3 separate regions of the Sus scrofa genome follow, and regions 1 and 3 are each linked to region 2. A link is a contact called in public HiChIP or PLAC-seq data. All regions are on one chromosome and are shown on one strand. Each heading gives the region's core, a stretch centred on a gene start, on an enhancer-like site or on the middle of the called end of the contact. The rest is flanking DNA. Distances are from core to core; before and after follow the strand shown.

Region 1 (2,700 bases), core at 92-2,591, 620 kb before region 2:
CTGCTCTCTCCCCTTCTTGGGTGCTGCCCTGTGTTCTTTTTCTCCTCTTTCTCACTCTGGCTGCCTCCCTCCTGCTTCTTTGAGGCCATTATATTTTTTTCAAAGTTTAGAACTCAAACCCAGCAAAGGTTGCAGACCACATGACTGCCATGGTAACACATGGGGGCTTTGGCACTTCAGATTTTGCATAAAAAGTGGAAAATGTTTGAAAGGGAGGGCAAGAATGAAAGGGGGAAGGAAGCCAGTAGGTCCCACATGGGGGTGGTGTCGGCTGGGAAAGGACAGAGCCAATGGGAAGGAGGCCTGTGGAGGGGGCTTGAGAAGGAAATTTATAATCCTTTGCATTCAAAACTTAGAGAGAAAGACAGAAAGAAAGAGAGATAGAAAAGAAAGGAAGAAAAGATAAAGCTCTGTGCTTCTGATGGACGGAGAAATGTAGAAGGAGAATGACAGAATTTCCGCAAGAAATGAGGTCATGCTTTTGAAAACGTACCCAATTACATGGTTTAGGGGAAACTTTCAAAACGCTGCCTGGCTCCTCAAAAAGAAAGTCAGAAAGGAGAGGAGAAGTCTCATACAATGTGTGACCTGGATGGAAAGAAAGCAGAAAACAAGCTGGCGTATTTTCAAGAACACCCAAGGCTCTGATGTCCCCTGGTGTCAAAGGGCTATGGACATAAACGCTAAGTTGTCTAGTTCTGTTCTGAATTCTGCTTCTTGAAGGACCTGAGCTCTCACATATGGTATCAGGAGTGTCTGACAAAACAGGTGGTTAGCTGAGGTCTGGAGACCAAATCACGCAATGCCTGGCTGACACGCAAGATCCTGTCCCGAGTGAAAGGAAAGGGATGTACTCCTAGCACAAAGTGGCAGCCTAGTTACCAAGTGTCTCACCCAAGAGGACATGAGGAAGTGTCCTGATGGGGGAGGGTCCTTGATGGTGTGATGATTCAGGCATTTGGAGTCAGTAAAGAGAAGGGTATTTAAAAAGACCGGACTTGGCTGGTTTTTATTCAGTTGCAAAGATGCCCTAGAGGTGACAGTGAAAAAATGAGGGGAGTTAACAACAATTAAAGGCTAAGCATGAGAGTCAGTCTGCCCCTTTGGTAGCTCCCTAAGAGGCTCTGAGACAGAAAAGAAGGCATGGCTGAGAAGCAGACTCAGAGTTGCTGGAGCTTAGAGCTGCAGAAATGTTTAAATACTCACATAAGTCAAGTCTGTGATGCTAAGGGAGATGTCCCAGACCAAAACTGGAGGATCCTGAAACATGAGACGGGACATCCGAGTGGGTGGCCTGAGCATTTTCGCACTGCCAAAGCCTTGAGATCTCAGAGCTTGCAGTGTTTGTGCCCGCTCCCTGCTGAGAGCTAGCACACTGTCAGGTAGGAACACACTGCAGAGGCCTCTCCCTGCAAAGCTGTACAGGCTCTGGTCCCATAGGAGTTGACCCCACCACCTGGTCTGACTGCTCAGTTGATACCAGCAAAACCTGCCTTGGAATGAGACCTGTGGGAGCAACACAAGCAGAACCCATAGGCATGAGTGAGCTGCATGAGCCTTTTGGGTGTGAGTTTGCCTTTCTTGTCCACAGAGCCTCGGCAGCACTGGCCCCTGCCCAGAGAACAGGGTGTGGAAGTTAGCCCATGACCAGGGAATCCTTTGGCCATGTCATATGCCACATGGTTCAGAGGCAGTCAGCCTCCAGGGGCCTGGAGCAGCCTACAGAAGGCCCAGCATAGGGCAGCTTGGAGGCCATGCTCTGGGGGAACACAGCCTGCATACTACTCAGGACTTTCCATGTGATGAGGGGGTCTCTGAAAGGAGGAAGACATGGGTCAGGGAACCAAGGGGTGGACGCGGTCATGGACGCACTGGTATGATTCCATATGTCCCACAAACGGAATCTGCACTTCCATTGCTGCAACTCTGGGAACTTCAGGTTGGAAGGTCCTAGTTGCCTTTGCCAGGGAGCATAGAAGAGGTTCCACTGAACCACAGGTGTGCGTATCACCTGGATACATGGACTTCTGAGGCCCAAGGACCAGCAGGGAGAAGTGGAGTTGCCTTTGGGATGAGGAAATTGATCCTGATCAGCCCAGGAAGCTGAGACTGCTTCTCCACAGTAGGGCAGGGAAGAGTTGGCTGTCTCCTGCTGTCCTCTTGTCCAGCTAGAGCCGTGAATGGACACAGGTAACTACCTTGGCCAGAGAAGGGCTCAAATCCCTCAGGAATGAAGGTGTTAGTCATCCTACCAGGTCGGTCACCAAAAGGGTGGTGTCCTCCCAAAGAGCTTATTAAAGTCCTAACCCCTGATGCCTGGGGAGGTGTCATTGGAAACAGAGATTTGAGAGAGGTAAGCTAGTTAAAATGAGTTCATACTGAATTGGGGTTGATCTTAATCCAGTACAGTAGGCGTCCTGATAAGAAGAGGAGAAAAGAAACAGACCACGTGGAAACAGAGGCAGCAGAGATGGGAGTGATGCTCCCACAAGCCAAGAAGTGCCCAGGGGGGCCAGAAGCTGGAAGATGCAGGAAGGATACCCCCTTTAAAGGCTTCAGAGGAGGACTGTCCAGCTGACACGCTGATTTTGGAATTAGAACCTCCACAACCAGAGGGAATTCCTATTGTTTTAGGCCATCCAGTTTGTGATACTTCATTTCAGCACCCATGGGAATCTTTTCTTTGTTGTTTTAAATGTA
Region 2 (2,705 bases), core at 195-2,694:
GGGATTCTTCTTTAACCACCTTTTATCACGGAGACATTTCCGGTCTTTTGTTCTTTCGCGACATCCCAACTCTCTAATGTTCAGATTCCTTTTTCTCCAGCTCTATATGGTTAAAATTCCTCAAAATTCTTGTGAAAAATCTGGAATCCATTGTTCATTGTATAAAATATACTTTTCCGTTTTCGTTTAACAGTCCTCCGGGGATGCTTCTACACAGAAAAGAGAAACTCCTTGCTACTCGACTTTCAAAACAGACATTTTTGTTGGTCATATTTTTCCCTCGGCGTCCACAGACGTGCACAGCGACCAGAAATTAACACTCCGGGTCACTGCTACAAGACCTTGTTAAAGTAATTCCAGAGTGGGTCAAAATTAATCTTCTCGACATTCGTCGCTCCTCACAGCTCTCCACCAACACAGCGTTTTGGCAAACTTTTACTCGTTTTTATCGTCGCCCTTTCAAACGTCTTGATTTCCTGTCTTGCAAACTAAGGCAACGGCGTCCTCGGGAGAAGCTCTCCGCCGAAGTTCTTTGAAACTCGGGATTACGTTTACACTTGTCCTCGCGGTATTTCGCGTTCACACCCCCCCCCGAAGTGAAGTTAAACTCCCCAACAGTTCTCGCTTCCCCAAACAAAAGGACAAAAAGTGCTTTCCGCTGTCATTCGGTCCTCGCCCCGGGCTGAAGCGGCGTTACTCTCGGTCGGCTGTGGAACCCCTCTCAATTAGCGAGCCCACGCTACTCCCCTCGAGTACTCACAAGCCACGCAAACTTCGAAAAACCCAAAGCCCCACGGCATCTCCCAGTGGGGGAAGCGCCGGCGACCCGCGGGAAGGCCCCTCGGGAGCGGCCCCGAGCCGGTGTCCTTCAGGCGCCCGCGGGGCGCGGGGCGGGCAGGCCGGGCCGCTCCCCCGGAGGCCCGCGAGGCTGCGGGCCGTCGCGGTGCTCGCAGGCGCGGCCGGGAGCCGGGGCGCAGCAGGGCCGGCCTGCAGGCTCCCCCAGCGCTCCGACGCCGGCGCCCAGGCCGGCCCGGGCGGGGCGCGGGGGCCGGGACCCGGGGCCCAGGGGCCGGGGGGGGGGGGCGTCCCGCCCGCAGGTCCCGCCCGCGCCCCGGCCCCGGCGCGCCCCGCGAGCCCGGCCTCGGCGCCGCCTCCGTGCGCCCCGCCCGGGCCTCTCCGTCCCCGGGCGCACGGTCCCCGCCGGCCGCGACCTTCCCGCCCTCCCCACTCCGGCGGGCGTCGGGTCCCGGGAAGAGGGGCCGCCGCCCGGGCGCGGGCCCGAGGGGCCGGCGAGGCGACTCACCTTCGTCCAGCAGCCGCTCGAGGTGGTTGAAGATCCCGCAGAAGTTGGGCAGGCTGCTCATGAGCTTCTTGTCGTTCATCAGCTGCATCAGGTAATCTGGGGTGGGCTTCGGCTTCTCCTTCGTTTCCATTTCCCCGACCATATTCCAGGCTCCGCAGCTCACTCCGCCCGCCGCCGCCGCCGGAGAGGAGGGAGGGGCGGGGAGCCCCGGCCGCCGGCCGCTCGGGACTCGGCGTCCCGCTCCGCTCCGCTCCCGCGCCGGGCGCCGGGGCGGCCGGACCGCGCGCTCGCCGCGCTCTCCCCGCCCCCGCAGGCACTTTCCGCCCGCGGCCCGACGCGCTCCCGGCCCGCCGCCGCTCCTCGGCCGCCGGCTCGGCGCGTCCCTCACGAGGCCGGCGGGCGGGAGGCGGGTCTCCGCGGGCCGAGTGCGGGCGCGGGCCGCTCGGCGCCGGACGAGGAGGAGCCGGGCCGCCGCCGCTCGCTCGGCTGGTCGCGCCCGCTCAGCCGCCGCCGCCGCCTCTGCCGCGGGCTCGGGGTCTCTCTGGGCTGGTCCCCGCCGCGGCCGCCTCTGCCGCTGCCGCCGCGCTCTGACTCCGCTCCTCCTCTTCCTCCTCCTCCTCGCCTCCTCCTCCTCCTCACTCACTTGGCGGCGGAGTTCGCCTCAGTTCAGGCGGCGCTGCCAGCGGCGGCGGCGGCGGCGGCGCGGGGGGAGGGGCGGCGGCGCGGGGAGGGCCGGGGGCGGGCGGCGGGCGGGGCCGCGCAGGGCGGCCGTTAGCGGGGCCCGGCCGGCGCGCTCCTCCTCCCGCCGCCGCCGCCCCCCGCAGCCCCCGGCCCAGGCGCCGCCGCCGCCGAGCCGTCGCCCTCCGGCGGGGTGGGCGGCCTGAAGGGCCGGCGGCGGGCAGCGTGACGGAGGCGGCGCGGGGCGAGCCGGCCTGGGCGCCGGGGTGGGCGCCCCGGGCGAGCAGGAGCGGAGGGAGGGGCCGCTGCGGGGCCGACGGACGGGGGAGGGCGCCGGGTGGCTGTGCTTTCGACTGGGGCGGGGGCGCGGGCCGCGTCGCCTCGCGCTCCCCGCTGCCGGCCGGCTCGTCTGGCGGGCGCGGTCGGGCTGTGGCGTTTGGTGAGAGGGATTTCCAGCGGGACGGGCTACGGCGCGCCAGGGCTGCGCTCGCCGCCGCACGGCCCCATCCTCTCCCCCGTTATTATGGTTCTTTAAAAGCCTCCCAACCACCCTCCCCGCCACCCCGAAAAAAAATTTTTTTTAACGTCCTGTTGCTTCACGGGGGACTTTCGGGGTGGGCGTCACGTGGCCCGACACGTAGCCGTAAGGTCCGAGAGCGCGTGCGTGCGTCGAGGCCGGCGGCCACGCCCCTTCCGAGGGTCGCCCCGCCCCCGCTGGGGCCCC
Region 3 (2,726 bases), core at 204-2,703, 520 kb before region 2:
ACTAATGTTACCTATGTTTTGTCCAGTTCTATGCCTTTTTTCAGATAACAGACAATTATTTCAAATGCATACCATATTACCTAGAAACTAAAGGTCGACATGTACATTTGGTTTGAAATTACCAAAACGTGCATTTGTTTAAAAGTATTGCCTGATTTTAACAGGTTTTTGAAATAATATACACATAAGTATATATTTTATTCAAAAGGTATTTAGAGAATAATTACTGTCATGTGGGAATCTGAATTTTTTTTTTTGAACTTTGAGTTTTCCAAGTCAATTCTACTCCAGTAAATTTATTTTTTAATTTTTTTTAAAAAGGGGGTTTTCAAATTTTTAAAAAAGTTCCTTTGAAAAAGTTAGGAAACCTCAAGACCAAGGACTAGCCAAGATGCAAGAAACCTTAAAAGTGGTTATACTTAAGCAATTACTACCTTGGGATAAATTAGCTTCTAAGAGAATGCTTTAAGTTAGTTGTTTCACAAAAACAAAGAAAAAGTTCAAAATTCAGAGGTTACTAACTAGTGACCCAAGAATAAATTCTGTCCTCAGACATCTTTTTTTGTAGCCTACATGGGGCATTTGAAATTTTGAAATCATCATCAGTGGTTATAAATTGAGAAACTTCAGAAAAAAGTCCAAATTTCTGGTTTTCTTGAACATTTCTGGCAACAATCAAGCAAGAAGTGGTCAAGCTTTTGTGCCATATTTTAGATTCCACATATGAATCATATCATATGGTATTTGTCTTTCTCTGACTTACTTGGCTCAGTATGAGAATCCCTAGTTGCATCCATGTTGCTGGAGATGGCATTATTTTTTGTGCTTTTATGGCTGAATAGTATTCCATTGTATATATGCACCACATTTAGAATGGATACGGAAGCGTTCCCATTGTGGCACAGCAGAAATAAATCCAACTAGGAACCATGAGGTTGCAGGTTGGATCCCTGGCCTCGATCAGCTGGTCAAGGATCCAGCATTGCTGTGAGCTGTGGTGTAGGTCAAAGACTCGACTCAGATCTGGTGTTGCTGTGGCTGTGGTGTAGGCCAGCAGCTGTAGCTCCAATTAGACCCCTAGCCTGGAAACCTCCATATGCCATGGGTGTAGCCCTAAAAAGACAAAAAGACAAAAAAAAAAAAATAGAATGGATAAGCAATGAGATCCTACTGTACAGCAAAGGAAACTTTATCCGATCTCTTTGGATAGACCATGATGGAAAGTAGTATAAGAAAAAGAACGTAAATATGTGTGTGACTGGGTCACTGTGCTGTACAATAGAATTTGACACAACACTGTAAAGCAACTATACTCATAAAATTTTTAAAAAGTTAAAAAAAAAAAGAAGTGGTCAAGCAGCTTCCTGTTTTCTCTCAGAATCCACATTAGATGGACACTCATGTTCAGTTGTGCAAGGACATGACTCTGAAACTCTCTGGCTCCTGCCCTTTGCACACCCACCAAGTCCCTGGGAGAGGCTGGAGGGTTTATGTGGGTGAGCAAAGAGTGTGTAGAGGGACCAGGGCTGGGGCTGAGGGCAAGGACCAGGCAGGGGAAGTCCAGGCAGTGCTCAACTGCCCTCTAGCTTGGGACCATCCTTGGGGACCAGAGTGCAGAGAAGCCCCAGGACTCTGCTTCCTGGGAAGCGTTGGGACCAGCACCCAGCCTGACCCTCTGGAGGTGAGGTTACCTCTCCATAGAAGCAGTTTCTGTACTGGTGTCCAAGTGCTGCCTTTACAAATCGCCACAAACTGAATAGTTTGAAACAGAAATTTATCCTTTCAGAGTTCAGAAAGTCGACGTCTGAAGTCAAAATTTTGGCAGGGTCATTTCCTCTAGAGCTCTGAGGGAGAATCACTCTGATGGCTGCAGGCAATTGCTGACCTTTCTGGCGTGTAGCTGCGTACGGTCAGTCGCGCACCCAGATGGCTCTTCCCCTCTCTGTACGTGCCCTGCTCGACCAGTGCCTGCTTCACCCACACCTGCTCAGCAGGCTGACCTTCCGACACACTTGCCCCGGCCCAGCTCGTGAGGACTTAGAGAGCATCTCCACCCTGATGGCTTATCAAAGTGGGGGGCCGGGGGGCTCTGCTGCTTTCCCTGGTAACTGAGGAGCCAAACTGACATCAATTCCCCCATTCCTGGCAACCCCCCCACCCCAGGAGGGAAGACGGCTGCCATGTCCTGCCCAGCTTCCACCGCACATGATGGTATTGCTCCAGAACTGGCTTCAGACCTGTACGCGCCCCCATCCATCAAGCCACCCAGCTCTACGGCTGACTCCAGGCTCTAGTCAGTCTAGGGCTGGGCAAGTTTGGGACTTGCAGGCTGTGGGGTGCAGCCCAAGAAGATACATCACTCTAACCTCTGTTTCCACCTGTTTCTTTGCATGGCCTTCTCTGTATAGCTGTGTCCCAAATGTTCCCCTTCTTTCTTTTATAAAGACACCAGTAATTGGATTTGAGGCTCATCGTAAATCCAGAATAATTTCATCTCCAGATCCTAATCATAATTACATCTGCCAAGACCCTATTTCCAAATAAGGTCAAGCTCACAAGTAGGGGAGTTGGGACCTAGACACACCTTGCGAGCTATCCGTAACTCAATCCACTAGAGTTTCTTTTTTTAAAAAAAAAAAGGATGATGGTAGGTGTTACTAAGCTCTCCTGCTTGATTTTCTCACTTAATACTAGTACATAGTGAGATTTCTATTTTCATAATATAT

The links. HiChIP or PLAC-seq counts read pairs in DNA pulled down with a chosen protein or histone mark.
Region 1: an H3K27ac HiChIP or PLAC-seq map of skeletal muscle shows a contact between it and region 2. The contact joins the enhancer-like site here to the promoter of QKI in region 2. A contact is called at or near these places in 7 of 47 Hi-C or Micro-C datasets (alveolar macrophages, embryonic fibroblasts, fetal liver and 4 more) and 2 of 2 datasets of contacts at active chromatin or transcription factors (alveolar macrophages and skeletal muscle).
Region 3: a contact with region 2 is called in an H3K27ac HiChIP or PLAC-seq map of alveolar macrophages. The contact joins the enhancer-like site here to the promoter of QKI in region 2. A contact is called at or near these places in 1 of 5 promoter capture datasets (liver), 8 of 47 Hi-C or Micro-C datasets (adipocytes, embryonic fibroblasts, fetal liver and 3 more) and 2 of 2 datasets of contacts at active chromatin or transcription factors (alveolar macrophages and skeletal muscle).

The regions. Positions count from the first base shown.
Region 1 is chr1:4,264,335-4,267,034 of Sscrofa11.1, forward strand. No RefSeq gene overlaps it. Among named protein-coding and RNA genes, the nearest start is that of QKI, 620 kb to the right of the region's middle. Within about 2 kb of position 1,342, at least 12 of the 83 cell types and tissues checked have an H3K27ac peak or open chromatin away from gene starts, as enhancers often do. A contact at or near this core is called in embryonic fibroblasts and skeletal muscle, where this site is marked.
Region 2 is chr1:4,881,797-4,884,501 of Sscrofa11.1, forward strand. It overlaps QKI (QKI, KH domain containing RNA binding), which reads right to left and starts at 1,445. Exons shown (of 8, transcript NM_001007195.1): 1 at 1,304-1,445. The coding sequence starts at 1,445.
Region 3 is chr1:4,361,543-4,364,268 of Sscrofa11.1, forward strand. No RefSeq gene overlaps it. Among named protein-coding and RNA genes, the nearest start is that of QKI, 520 kb to the right of the region's middle. Within about 2 kb of position 1,454, at least 2 of the 83 cell types and tissues checked have an H3K27ac peak or open chromatin away from gene starts, as enhancers often do. A contact at or near this core is called in alveolar macrophages, where this site is marked.